2 separate regions of the Mus musculus genome follow, and region 2 is linked to region 1. Evidence: chromatin contacts called from public HiChIP or PLAC-seq data. All regions are on one chromosome and are shown on one strand. The core of a region is the stretch at or near the end of the contact, and the rest is flanking DNA. Distances in the headings are between cores, read along the strand shown.

Region 1 (6,012 bases), core at 1,509-4,008:
ATGCTGCCATGCTCCTTGTCATGGTGATAATGGACTAATGTCTGAAACTGTATCTCAAGCTCAGCTAAATGCTTTCTTTTATAAGAGTTAATTTGGTCATGGTGTCTCTTCACAGCAATAGACCAGTGGCTTAGACTCTCATAGACCCTACAGAAACAGAGTGGGTTCTGTTTTGTCCATGCACGCTCTAGGGTTTAGTATATACTTGTTACCAAAGTGAAGAGTACGTTCTTGTATTTTCTCCTGTATGCTCCAGGGAGAAGAGTCAGAGAAGACAGCCATAGAGCTGATGAAAAGCACGGCTTGAGCTTGCTCATTACTGTTAGCTTTGGAAACAATGGCTTGCCCCCTTCTCTAACCCTTTGAAGCAAATGCACACATGTGTTCTCATTGCATGGCTCTAAATGTTTCCATTAAAACGGTATTGGACTGTTTGATGTCTGCAATATTGACCTGGCTTCCGCCAAGACCAGTTCTGTCTTTTTAGTGGGAAAGGGAGCTATTAAGTGCTCATGTGTGACGTTAAAGCTATTATGTCTGAGTTAGCAAATACAAGTTTGGATTCTCTATCGCTCACTCCCTCTTTCTCTCCCTCTTCTCCCCCCTCCCCCTTACTTGTCCTGGTCACTAAGGCTGATATTAGAGACTCTTCCTAATATACCCTGGATGATGGTAGCATGTTGAAAAAAGAAAAGGACAAATCATATCAGCTACCCCTTCAAGAAGATCATAGATCTTATTTGGGAGGAAGGGAACCTTAAGTCAAATTATTGAAGTATGTAGAATATTGAATTTAAGGTTTTGTGACCAACTTTGAGTGATGGGAAGAAGTCAAATTCTTTTTTTTTTCTCCCCCCCCCCTTTTTTTTTTTTTTTTTTTTTTGAGACAGAGTTTTTCAGTGTAGCCCTGGCTGTACTGGAACTCACTCTGTAGACGTTGGCCTTGAACTCAGAAATCAGCCTGCCTCTGCCTCCCAAGTGCTGGGATTAAAGGCATGCACCAATTTTTAAGCAACTTTACAGTTATTTGTGGGGGGGAGGGAAGGGAAGAGAGAGCTCTTCCTCTCCTAGAAATCAGAGGACAACTTCCAGGGGCCAGGTCCCTTTCTTTCATCATGTGGCTAACGATTCAGGTTTGGCAGCTTGTGCCTTATTTTGCTTAGCCATCTTTCCAGCCTGGTAGATGGAATTTTAACATGGTCCCCAAGACTTCCATACTCTACTAGACTCATACTCTCCAGTTGTCTTGTTGAATAAACGTATAAGGGCTACTCCGAAAGGATGATTTTGTAGATAAAATTAAGACCTTAGAGATAGGAATTATCTATTAGATTATTGTGACGAGACCTATCCTATTCTGATGATCTGGAGCCTTCAGAAGGTACTACATATGTCCTGCAGATAAGGATTGACATGGGCTGGAGCATCTCCTTGCTTTTAAAAAGGGAGAGAGTGGACAAGAAAGTCAGGTGTCCTCTGATAGCAGAGACTAGCTTTTAACTGAGGGCAATATGCAAACAGAGACCTAAGGAATTCTGCCACACCATTCCTAGACCGAGACCCATAGCTCCAAAGGACAACACAATTTTAACTATACCTTGTGCAATCCTGGGTGGTAGAGTCAGCCAAATTGTGTCTGTGAGCCAACAGTCAGTGGGTGGTCTTTCCAGTTGCTCTGTTTATGGTAATTGATTACCTTGGTGATAAAAACAAAACGTGTGAATTCTACCGTCTAGTTGTTGGATATGTTGGATGATGGGGGCTGGGGGTGGCAGCGGGTAGTGGTCATCAAGCTAGAAAGGGGCCCAGGAGATGGGGAAAAACAGAGGCTATAAGGGAAGCCATGTGAGCAATACAAGGGCCATTGCTGAGGGTTGAGGATGATAGTGGGGCAGGGGCAGGGCCATGCCGATGGGAGGACAAAGAATCAACCGAGTCTGAGTATGTATGAAAATGCCATATGCAAACCTGTTGCTCTGCATGCCATTTAAATCTTAAAAATTACAGAGACTATAAAGTTCTTCCTTTAAAAGGATCTGTTTACAGTTTCTGTAAGTGCAGAGAGCCGGTCAGTGCCAACCAGGAGGAACTATCAGCGTTGCTTGCCTTGCTCCTTAGGGACCCAGTGAAATGAATAGATAAAAAGGTTTTGTAATTAGTAGATCAACTGTTTATAAATTAATGGGTAGCTCCAAAGTACTACAGGGGACCCAAAATAGTTTCTGCCAAGTGTTTTATCTATTCTTGGAATGGCCTTATTCATGCATTATAATTTGCTTAGCCGTTCGTCCTCCATAGACAGCACAAAGATTAGTTACAACCTCCTCTCCTTTGAATACTGTAGTTTCCTTATTAGTAAAGTCAAACCTGATAACTTTTAAAAACAAACAAACAAACAACGGCAGCAGTTTAAAAACAAAAACCCATTTAGGAACATTATGATGTCTGCAGACATTTTCCTACGGACATAATACTCTTTAAGTCTGTTCACATCCTCATGGCTTCACTCTTGAGGCGTAGGCTCACCCAGCCTCTGGATAGAAGACACCATATTTGGGCAGTCAATAAACCTGCAAATGGTCCCTTGAAAAGGAAGCTACTGATGGATCTGGCTTTTCCATGAATGACAGCATAGCCACAGACAGCAGAGGACCGCTTCCTGGCCCACAGCAAACACCACCCTGCTGTGCAGTCCCTGCATGGGGCTGCCCTCCCAGCAGGGATGTGTGTTTCCCCGGGTGCCTGAGGACTGCAGCTTGGCCTTTTTGTTTACAGGAGAGAGGACAGTGACCTCTGTCTTCCAGCTGCTGTGAATGAAAACAGTGTTGGAGAACCAGAGTGAAGTTTCCACTTTACGAGTCACTGAGGGGGGAGGGGGGAAGGAATGGGCAATCTGGGTGGGGGTGGGGCATATTCTCAACCTTCCCTAGTGAAAGAGTGGGTGGGATAAAGTTCAGACCTTTGGATTAGAACACAGATGATGGGAAAGTGGAAAGAGACTAGTTCTTCAGCAAACTTTCTGGGCAGGCTTTCCATATATTGAGTTTGGAAGAGAAACAGAAAAGGCATACACACAGTTTGTAAGGACTTACTTTTTCAAACAGTGGCATTAATTGTGTACGCTTAGGGATGGGATTCTCCTCTCTCAAGGTCTCTCCCGAAGAGAAACAGCTGCTCATTAGCTAGCTTAGTGTGACTTAAAATCTGGAGGCTGTTCAGCACTGCTGTGTGGCTGTTTCTCAAGTTTTGCTTGGTGGTAACCGTCAAAGAGAAGCTCCTGTCCAGGGTCAGGGAATATGGACGGGGTGGATCCCTCCTGGGTCACCACCTCCTGCCAGGAAGCAAGCTGTGTGGAAGCAAGCAGTGGAAGCTTGCCAAAAAGACATCCTGATCTCGGCACTCCTGGAGCTTGCAAATACCAATTATTTTCAATTGAAAGTTAAATGCATAATTGTATACTGTAACCTTATCATTAGAAATTTGCAACGTTACCGATGACACAGACAGGGTACAGTGATTCAAAAATACCTGGGTTAGTCAGAGAGGCAGTGGTTTTAAGCTCTGACAATTCAAGAAGGTCTCCGAGGTGGTAGCTTTTGAACGGAGACAGAAAATCAGGATGAATCGGCCATGTGAGGAGATGGGGGTAGAGTTGTTCCAAATAGGCTGGATGTAGGCAGATGTAGACCAAGAGGTCAACAGGAACTCTCTGCACATGATCCTTATGACCCTCCTCTTTTCTTCATTCTTCTTGTTTGTTTTTGTTCGTTTGTTTGTTTTTTTAATTTCTTAGATTTATTTTTATTATTTTATGTGTATGAGTGTTTTGACTGCATGTGTGCACCGCTTTCTAGCTTGGTGCACGAGGAAGTGGTGAGCCTCCGTGTAGGTGCCTGGAATCAAACCCTGGTCTTTCTCAACAAGTGCCCCTAAGTGCTGAGCCAACTCTCCATCCCAGATCCACAGGATCTTTCTTCTCTAAGGTTACTTTAGAGCCCAGGTACAAGGGAGACATGGAGGTACAGACTCTGTTTTGCATTTTAAAGAACTGCTTGTTTTATTTGCTTCCACTAACCAGCTTCCTTGGTCCCCCCTCCCTACACTTTCCATCACCCTCTTTCCTTTTGGAGTCTATCAGCCTGTTTGTAGAGATCATGTGATCTTTTTGCATTTTAACCTAATAAAGCAATGTCTTACGGTCAGGGACCAAAAGCTGGGCCTGTCACTTAGAATCCCTTCTACTTGTCCAAGTGGCAAACCTCGGAAGCTTCTCTGCTCTGATATTTTGTCTCCTTGGGTCTTATTATATCTTGCCCTATCTCTATGGCAAGATTGCAGGGAATTATCAAACCTAAAAGCGGTCTATCAGAAGTGCAGTTTCCCCTCTCATACTTACTGTAATGTGTGGATTAGTCATGGAACTGGTTGGTTGGCCACAAACCAGACCTAGCCTTCCCAGTGTCTCTATTTTCTGGAGACAGTCAGTAGAAATATGTCTCAGGAGGTCAGCACTAAGAGTGTGACTCATGTAGCTAAGACTCATCTGTAGATAAACACTTCGGAGCTTCCCTTGCTGTCCCACCACATCCCCAGAGAGAAACAGAACCTTCTTCCTGTCCCACTCCCCTGTCTCACTTTCTCGTATTGAATGTAAGACTTGCATTTACTTAGTTAATGTTTGTATGTGGACACACTTTTTTGTACCGTGAAGTCAGTTTTCTGATGGTCAGAGAACAGTGTTGGGGAGTTCTTTCTGTCTACCTAGTGGGACCGGAGATCAAATGTAGTTTGTTGGCCTTGCTGTCCATGGCCTTTACCTGCTGAGCCATCTCACCAACTCCACGGTGTTTCCTCTCCCTTTCCTTTCTTCTTTTCCTTCCTTCCTTCTTTATCCTTTCCAGAGTTGTAACTTAGAGAGAAACTTTCAGATAAGAAGTACTTTTGCATAGTTAAATACAAACATTGGACTCCTTAATGTATCTCAGCATTTGAAATTAAGATTCCAAAGGGGAGATTTATGGCTGGGGGAGGCTGATGGGGTGGGGGGTAGGGGGGGCTTGTTATTGCTCAGTCTTCATGTTGTAAGCATGTGGAAGAAGGATGTGTGAAATACGAGTATGATGATATGATGGGAGAGCTGCAATGTGGTTGCTTAGACATCACAAGGCGAGGACCGGGACAGACACTCAGACTGACGCTAGGTATGAAGTCAGGTTGGTGGTAGCATTCCCACTCTACATCAGGAAAGAGACTCCTTCATGTCACAGGAAGCAGAAGGCCTGCATTCTGTGGGTCTCTCCAGACAGACCCACATTTCACAGCCCTAGACAATGACTGTGGTGACAGCTCTTTCATGTGAAAGGAAATGAAGGCCAGGGCAGCATGGTGTCTCCATTTACTCCTTGGTTGAATACCCAGGTTGGGGACTAGCACTACTAAGGAAGATCTGCAGTTTCACTGGAGGAGAGAAGCCTAATGGTGGCTGGCTTCCCCCTGAGCCTTCAGGTTTGAAGTATTTTGTGTGTGCACGGCAGAGCACTAGTGTTGGGGGCGGGGGTAGATCTGGGGCTACTTAGATGAACTGCACATTGTTTCTTCCTCTGTGGGTCAAATCCCAAACCAGACAGTGATTTAGGGAAGCTAAAACTGAACTCTGGTTGACAGTGCTTCGTGATACAAGTATTAATCTGCCCTGTCTATGACAGTGTTCATTCCTTTTTATGGAAGTGGGTGGTTGCGGATCTCCATAGCACCTCAACTCATTATTAATACTCACTCTGATTTCATCCCAGAATTTGATAATTCCCTTTTCTACTAACATTAAAATATCACAACAGAGAAAACAAATAACCCTACCTGACTAGGGTGTGTGAAATCCTCTATGAACAGGCACGTGGAGACATACTAGGTAGATGAAAAGTCTGAGGTCTGAGTACTTAATTCTGCTGTTCTGTGTATCTCAATAAAAACACCAAGACCCCAGTGTCAGGGCCGTGCTCCCTCCTCGAGTCA
Region 2 (6,012 bases), core at 1,688-4,187, 87 kb before region 1:
TTTTTTTTAAAAGAGGAAATTGGAACATTGTTTTCCAAATACTTAAAAAAAAAACCCTAAAAAGTTTGAGACCTTATTATTATTGCTCTGTGCTTATTTTACATTAATAATTCTTGATTTTTCTGTTTATATGACATCAAGCAAAAATTGCTTCTTAATTTCAATTTGGGTACACAGTCAGTTCTATATTCCAAATATGAGGTAAGTTGGGTGTGGCTTAACACCAAAACTGCAGCACACAGGAGAGACCTAGGAAGATGTTCAAGTAGTGTGTTCAAGGCTGGCCTTGGTTACATAGTAAGGCCCTATCTCAGAAAACCCAACCAACTACCGCCCCCCCGCCCCCCCCCGCGCCCTGCTACCCCAAATCAAATTAAATCAAAAATAAATGAAATGAAATGAAATCAAAACAGCATAAGTCTCTGAAGCAAAAGAGAAAGACATGTCTTGATAGTTCTATCAGACATTCATTCAGCAAGTATCTTTGTACTGATAGGTCACTGTGTGTGAGCTCCTTGTCTGAGCCAGGTTTGTGAGTGAGTAATGGCAGATTTAGCGAGAGGCACAGGTGAAGAGCAACTGAAGACTTATTCACGTTCATGTTTGAAAACGTTGATCCCAAATGGGCTGTGCTTGGAGCATAGAGTACCTGGCAGGCATACTCGAGGCCCCGGATTTTTTCCTGACCTCGGCACCCATAAAACACATGGCCTGGAAGATGGTGCAGTGGGGAAAAATCACTTTTCATGTAAGCCTGGTGATTGGCCTTCGATTCCCTTGACTCATGGTAGAAGGAGAGAGAGCTAACGATTGCAAGTTGTCCTCCATCAAGTTGCCCACCATGACGTGTGACACACACACACACAGCACCACCACCACCACTAAACTCCCCCCACCCCAATCCATTAGGTAAATAGGGAGGTATTTAGGTAAAGGAGGTAAGGTATTTAGGTAAGGAGGGAGATGCACTTGAACCAAAGCAGCCAGTGATACCTGTACCCCAGAATGGAAACCAAGCTTGGTTGCAGTGGATGATGTCACACATCCCACTAGATAACTAAGCTTGATTGATTGCAATGGATGATGGTCACATATCACACTAGATCGTATTCTATTCCTTCTGCAGGATGAATCCAATGGAGACTGTAAGATTTAGCTCCTGAAACACTGACGATGAAACTTTGCATTTTTTAATAATTTGTTTATTTACTGCATGTGTGTAGTATATGCACAGTATGTGGGCACCAGGGCTTGTTCCCATGCCACCTCTGCATGTGCACGAGGAGGCCAGAGGTCCACACTGAGTGTCCTCCTCTGTCATCCTTCTTAGTGTTTGGAGACAAGGTCTTTACTGAACCTGAAACCCTCCACTTAGGCAAGAACCAGCTTTCTGTGAGTCCTGAAATTATGTACTTCCGCTTGCTAGTCTCCCCATCCTGCCGCCCCCCCCCCCCCATCGGACCCGTCACCACCGCCTGCTTTTCCGCGGGTGCTGGAGAGTTGGTCCTCATGCCTGTACAACAAGCGCTCTACCCTGCAGGCCCCGTGTTTACTTCTAAAGTAGCCCAGTTTGGGTTTTGTGGCCTTTGAGGTCGCGGAGCTCTGTGTTAAGGGCTTCTGACTTTCCTTCAAGGACCTTTTGGGATTGTGTCATGTTTATTTCAGGGTTATGTGTGTCTGCCCTGAGCCATGCTAGCGGGGAACGGATAAATCTAAGCCGCAGTCTGAAGCATAACCGTGTGTTCTTGTTCTCTCCTCCCCATAAACGATGTAAAACTACATTAATAAAACCCAAAACCACCAAGAAAGGTAGAACATTTGCCGCCTGCTGTGCAAGTATCAACTCGGCTTTCAAAAGCTTACTTGTTCCCTATAAGTAAGGAGCAATCTGAGTTCTTAGTAACACGGTTTAGTGTACGGGGCTACATGGCCTGTCCTTCCTGTTGCTTCTTTAGGACGGTCCACCAGCCTTTCGGAAGGCTGGCGTGTGAGTAGCGGATATTGCACACATTCTGAAGGTAGGAGGCCTGGAATGAGTTAGGGCTAGCTTCCTTTATTTATCCTTCCTTCACTGGGCTTAGCCTGGTCTCTGCAGCCCCCCAGCCTGCATGCTGAAGATTCCCTTGCGCATCACTGGGAAATCTGTCGTTGATTAGATTATTGGATCTTCATTTTCTTCATCAGGATGGTTTCAAGACTTAAACCAAGTACAGCAAGATTCAAAACGGCAACCTCCGCCACACAGACCCAGGACCCTCCAGTTGAGGGAATGTGCTTTCGAGAGACGAAATGCCCCTCAAGGAGTGTAGGGTAATTGAAAACCCACCCTTTGAGCTGTGGTTTATTGTGGAAGGGAGGAATGAATGGCACCAGCGTCCACACCTACTAAATACTTATTAGAACCCCGGCAGCCAGCCTTCTTGAGCTCGAGGTCCTCTGGAGCTACAGTTTCATCCATTTCCAGTTGGCCCTGTGCTGTGACCCTCGGCCATTTTTTTTTCCTTCCATTTAACACAGTTATAAAGGGATTTATGTGCTTTCTTTCCATTAGAACTTAGCAAGGCTGCTGTCATGAATATTTAATGGCCAGGACAGTTTGTTTTCTTTTGCTTTCTTTCCCAGCCTCGCAGCCGTGGGTCCCCCTCCCCCTTCCTTTTGGAGCAATGTAAATATCTTGGCCCCTCACCCTCTGGAGGGATCCCTGAACAACGCTGGGCTTACTGAGTTCCGAAGGAGTCTGGAGGGAATCTCGCCTGCCCCCTACCCCCACCCCTGCTCATGCCCCCTCCTCCCGCTCTCCCAGGACTCCCCAGCAGCTGGACGGTGGGTGGGTGGGTGCAGTGCACGCTTTGAGGTCCGCTGCGAGGTCTGGCACCGGGCTCAGCCTCTCTCGGTCGCTGAGTGCTCCTCCCAGTTGTGCTCTGCCTCCAACTCCTCAGCCGCTCAATTCCTTTGAACTTCACAGCAGCACAAAGGCCTCCCCGAGACTTAGCTGGGGCTCCCTCGGATGCATTCCTGACACTTCATGGGTCGCTGCCTCCTTTCTCTTTGTAACAGGGAAGAGGGCGAATGTCTGCGACAGAAAATGACTTTTGAAGACGCTCAAAGATTTACCGTGTCTGGAGCAACCCCTGAACTTTTGTGATTATCGTAGAGAGACGCACTTTCGCTATTGGTAGATTACGCCCCAACCTTCTTCCCCCGAGTCCCTCATCCTAGCTTTTATTTAAGGAATTTCTCCCTCTCATGCTGAGACCTTCTCTCAGTGCCCAACCCCCATTCTGAATTTCTTTTTATTCCTGTGTGCTTTGTCTACCCTTGTGTGGGAAAAGGTGAGGCTGGGAGAGGGGGCTCAAGGAGGAGAGCTCAAGGGTTAGCGGAGAAGAAAGGGTCCAGCTTAGAACCTTGTCTGCTGCCAAAGAATCATACATGCCTGGGCTTGCCCACCTCAGAAGTCTTTCAAAGATTAAACATGGAAAGACTCATGTTTGATACCGCTCTTGGATATAGTAATTGCTTAATAAACGTTAGCCATACATTATACAGTTTTTAAGCCATTTTTTTCTGAAATTCTTCAGTCTGATCCAATTTTATTTATTTCGCTTGTGCATTACTTATGACCGCACATGTTCCCGTGCACAAGTGCATGTGCTAACGTGGAAGCCCTTGGTCAAAACTGGGCCTCTGAAATTGCTGTTGACTGTACTGCTTGAGAGTCAACAACTCCAGTTGAACCTGGAGTCAACGGATTCTGCCCAGTTGGTTGTTGATATTCTGCTCTTTTCTCCTCTCTAGCTCTGGGATTACAGGAGGTTTTAATAAGTAGGTGCTGGGCCTACAAATTGAGGTGGTCATGCTTGGACAGCCGGCACGATGCTATGCTTTGTTTTGTTGAACCAAGTCCTCTTTCTCCTTGGTGCAGTTTTCACTGACAGCCGTCCCTCCTGCTCTCTCTTCCCGACTCAGAAGGGTGGACTAGGCCTAACCCGTCTCCTGTCTTGTCATTGTAGCTTCTAAGCTAGCGCTTCACTTCACTGTCTTCTTGGTGAAACGGAAATGTTTTAAATTGGGTAGCAGAAGCAGACATGTGTGGAAGTCCTGTTTGTTTGTTTTGGAAAGGCCAAGTATATGTGTATGTATGTGTTTTTACAGAGAAACGTTACAAACATTTTGCAAGTTGAGAAACAAATTCTGTAGGCACCTCCTGTGTTATTCTGACCATAGGTTCTTGTAGGGCTTGTGTTTACCTTCATATAAGGGTACAGTGGAAAAACCCTACTGGGTGAGGTAAGCCACTAGCCTTAGGTACAGGAAGGGCCATTGAAAGCACAGAATGGGAGCACAGGTGAGATCTTGTCAGGGAGGCGTCGTTCAGGGTGAACACTGAGGAAAGCATTTCTGGTTACGTTTCCCTGAATTCCTCTGTGTGTGTGTGTGTGTGTGTGTGTGTGTGTGTGTGTGAGCACACGTGCATAAGGACGTTGTAAGTTAGCTTCCGATTTTGTTCCTAAGAAACCATTTACCTTGGTCATTGTTTTTTAGTTTTTCAAGACGGGAGTTTTTCTGTGTAGCCCTTCTCTTGGAACTCTGAAGACCAACTGGTTTGGCCTCACACTCCGAAATCTGCCTGTCTCTGCCTCCTGAGAGCCTCCGCCACTAGGTTCCTTTTGCTTTTTGAGGCAGTATGACTAGATCCTAGTGAGCCCCAGGGATCTCCTGTCTCTGCCTCTCCAGTACAAGGTTCTAAGTGCGGGGCGCCATACCTGGCTTGACATGGGTGTGGATGTTCTATGCTGTGGATGGAGCAGGCTGAGTTAACCCTCTAGCTCTTTGTAAGTGCTCCCTTATCTTTGATGCTCTCCTACCTCATTTAAGTCTCCCTAAGAGACCTAAAATTCAATTAGCTAGCTGATGTGTATGTAAACTTACGTCACAGTCCATGGCATACTTAAATCAACTAGAATCTCTTCATTAATTTCTACAAGGATTATTGTATGAATTGGTTCTTTGGCCTATTGGGTGGAATATTTACATATGTATATTTAAAAATCCTGAATAGAGTTTCTCCCAAGTTCTTAGCTGGATGGGATAACCATTGGATTCTGCCCTGAAACATAGTACCACGCACATAAGACTTCAGCCTAATTTGGTAAGCTTGTCCTTAGCCTTTCTGGTTTGTCGACAAGAGTAGTAGGTCAGAGACCTCCGATTCACCCTTTTAGACCTACCTGCCTTGAGCTAGGGTTGATTCATTAGCAGGTCTCTTTGAGTAAGAGTTTCCAGCAGCACTGTCTTCCTGTCTCTCTCTTATACCAGGAAGCTGTCTGGAAAGATTTTGCTCAGTGCCTCCCGCACACCCTGCCACACCTGCAAACAGATGTTGAACTGATTAGGCTGGGTGCACAGAAAAAAAAAAAATGTTCAGCTACCTCCATCTATAGAACAAACCGGTCTCCATATTGCTTTTGATCTCTTCCTGTTATGTTTTCTTCAAGTAACGTTTGCACTGCAAATGTTAATTGTGGTAAGCCAACAAGTCCTGAGAGTTTAGTCACCCACGGCAGGGGTCTAGGAAGGGAGAGTAAGAGAAAGGGCCTCTTTTTATGGGAGGTGAGAGTCTTGTTGGGTCAGATAATTAGGTAACAGTGTAAATATATAATTAAACAGGGTGGTTGTGAAATGGAAATGGAGATGCTACTGTAACAATTCCAGTGTCTTTAGGGGGCTGGAGAGTTGTTTCCTGTGATTCTTTGATCTGCTCCAGAACAATCCCTTCTATTTGTGATCACGTGTTGTCCTTTCTGCTTATATTTTATGATGACCAAGTCTCTGCCTGGTCTCTGGTGATGGTCTCAGAACCCAACTATTACAAAATCCCTGCCTGTACCTTTCAGGGGCTAGTCTTTTCTATTCTTTGCAGATAAGGAATCCAAGCCAGAGAGGCAGGTTTGTTTTTGTTTTTATTTTTTTGCTCCAAATGAGCTCTGATTAATTTCTTCCTCTTTATGATTT

What was found. HiChIP or PLAC-seq counts read pairs in DNA pulled down with a chosen protein or histone mark.
Region 2: an H3K27ac HiChIP or PLAC-seq map of epiblast stem cells shows a contact between it and region 1. The contact joins two enhancer-like sites. A contact is called at or near these places in 1 of 15 datasets of contacts at CTCF or cohesin (the NIH/3T3 cell line), 5 of 484 Hi-C or Micro-C datasets (CD4 T cells, embryonic fibroblasts, nephron progenitors and 2 more) and 10 of 115 datasets of contacts at active chromatin or transcription factors (bone marrow-derived macrophages, embryonic fibroblasts, embryonic stem cells and 4 more).

The regions. Positions count from the first base shown.
Region 1 is chr15:53,221,082-53,227,093 of GRCm38.p6, reverse strand. The region is part of intron 1 of Ext1 (exostosin glycosyltransferase 1); the gene reads left to right. Among named protein-coding and RNA genes, the nearest start is that of Ext1, 120 kb to the left of the region's middle. Within about 2 kb of position 2,758, at least 100 of the 459 cell types and tissues checked have an H3K27ac peak or open chromatin away from gene starts, as enhancers often do. A contact at or near this core is called in epiblast stem cells, nephron progenitors, stem cell-derived cardiac mesoderm and 2 more, where this site is marked.
Region 2 is chr15:53,308,081-53,314,092 of GRCm38.p6, reverse strand. All of the region lies in intron 1 of Ext1 (exostosin glycosyltransferase 1), which reads left to right. Among named protein-coding and RNA genes, the nearest start is that of Ext1, 35 kb to the left of the region's middle. Within about 2 kb of position 2,937, at least 183 of the 459 cell types and tissues checked have an H3K27ac peak or open chromatin away from gene starts, as enhancers often do. A contact at or near this core is called in epiblast stem cells, nephron progenitors, stem cell-derived cardiac mesoderm and 2 more, where this site is marked.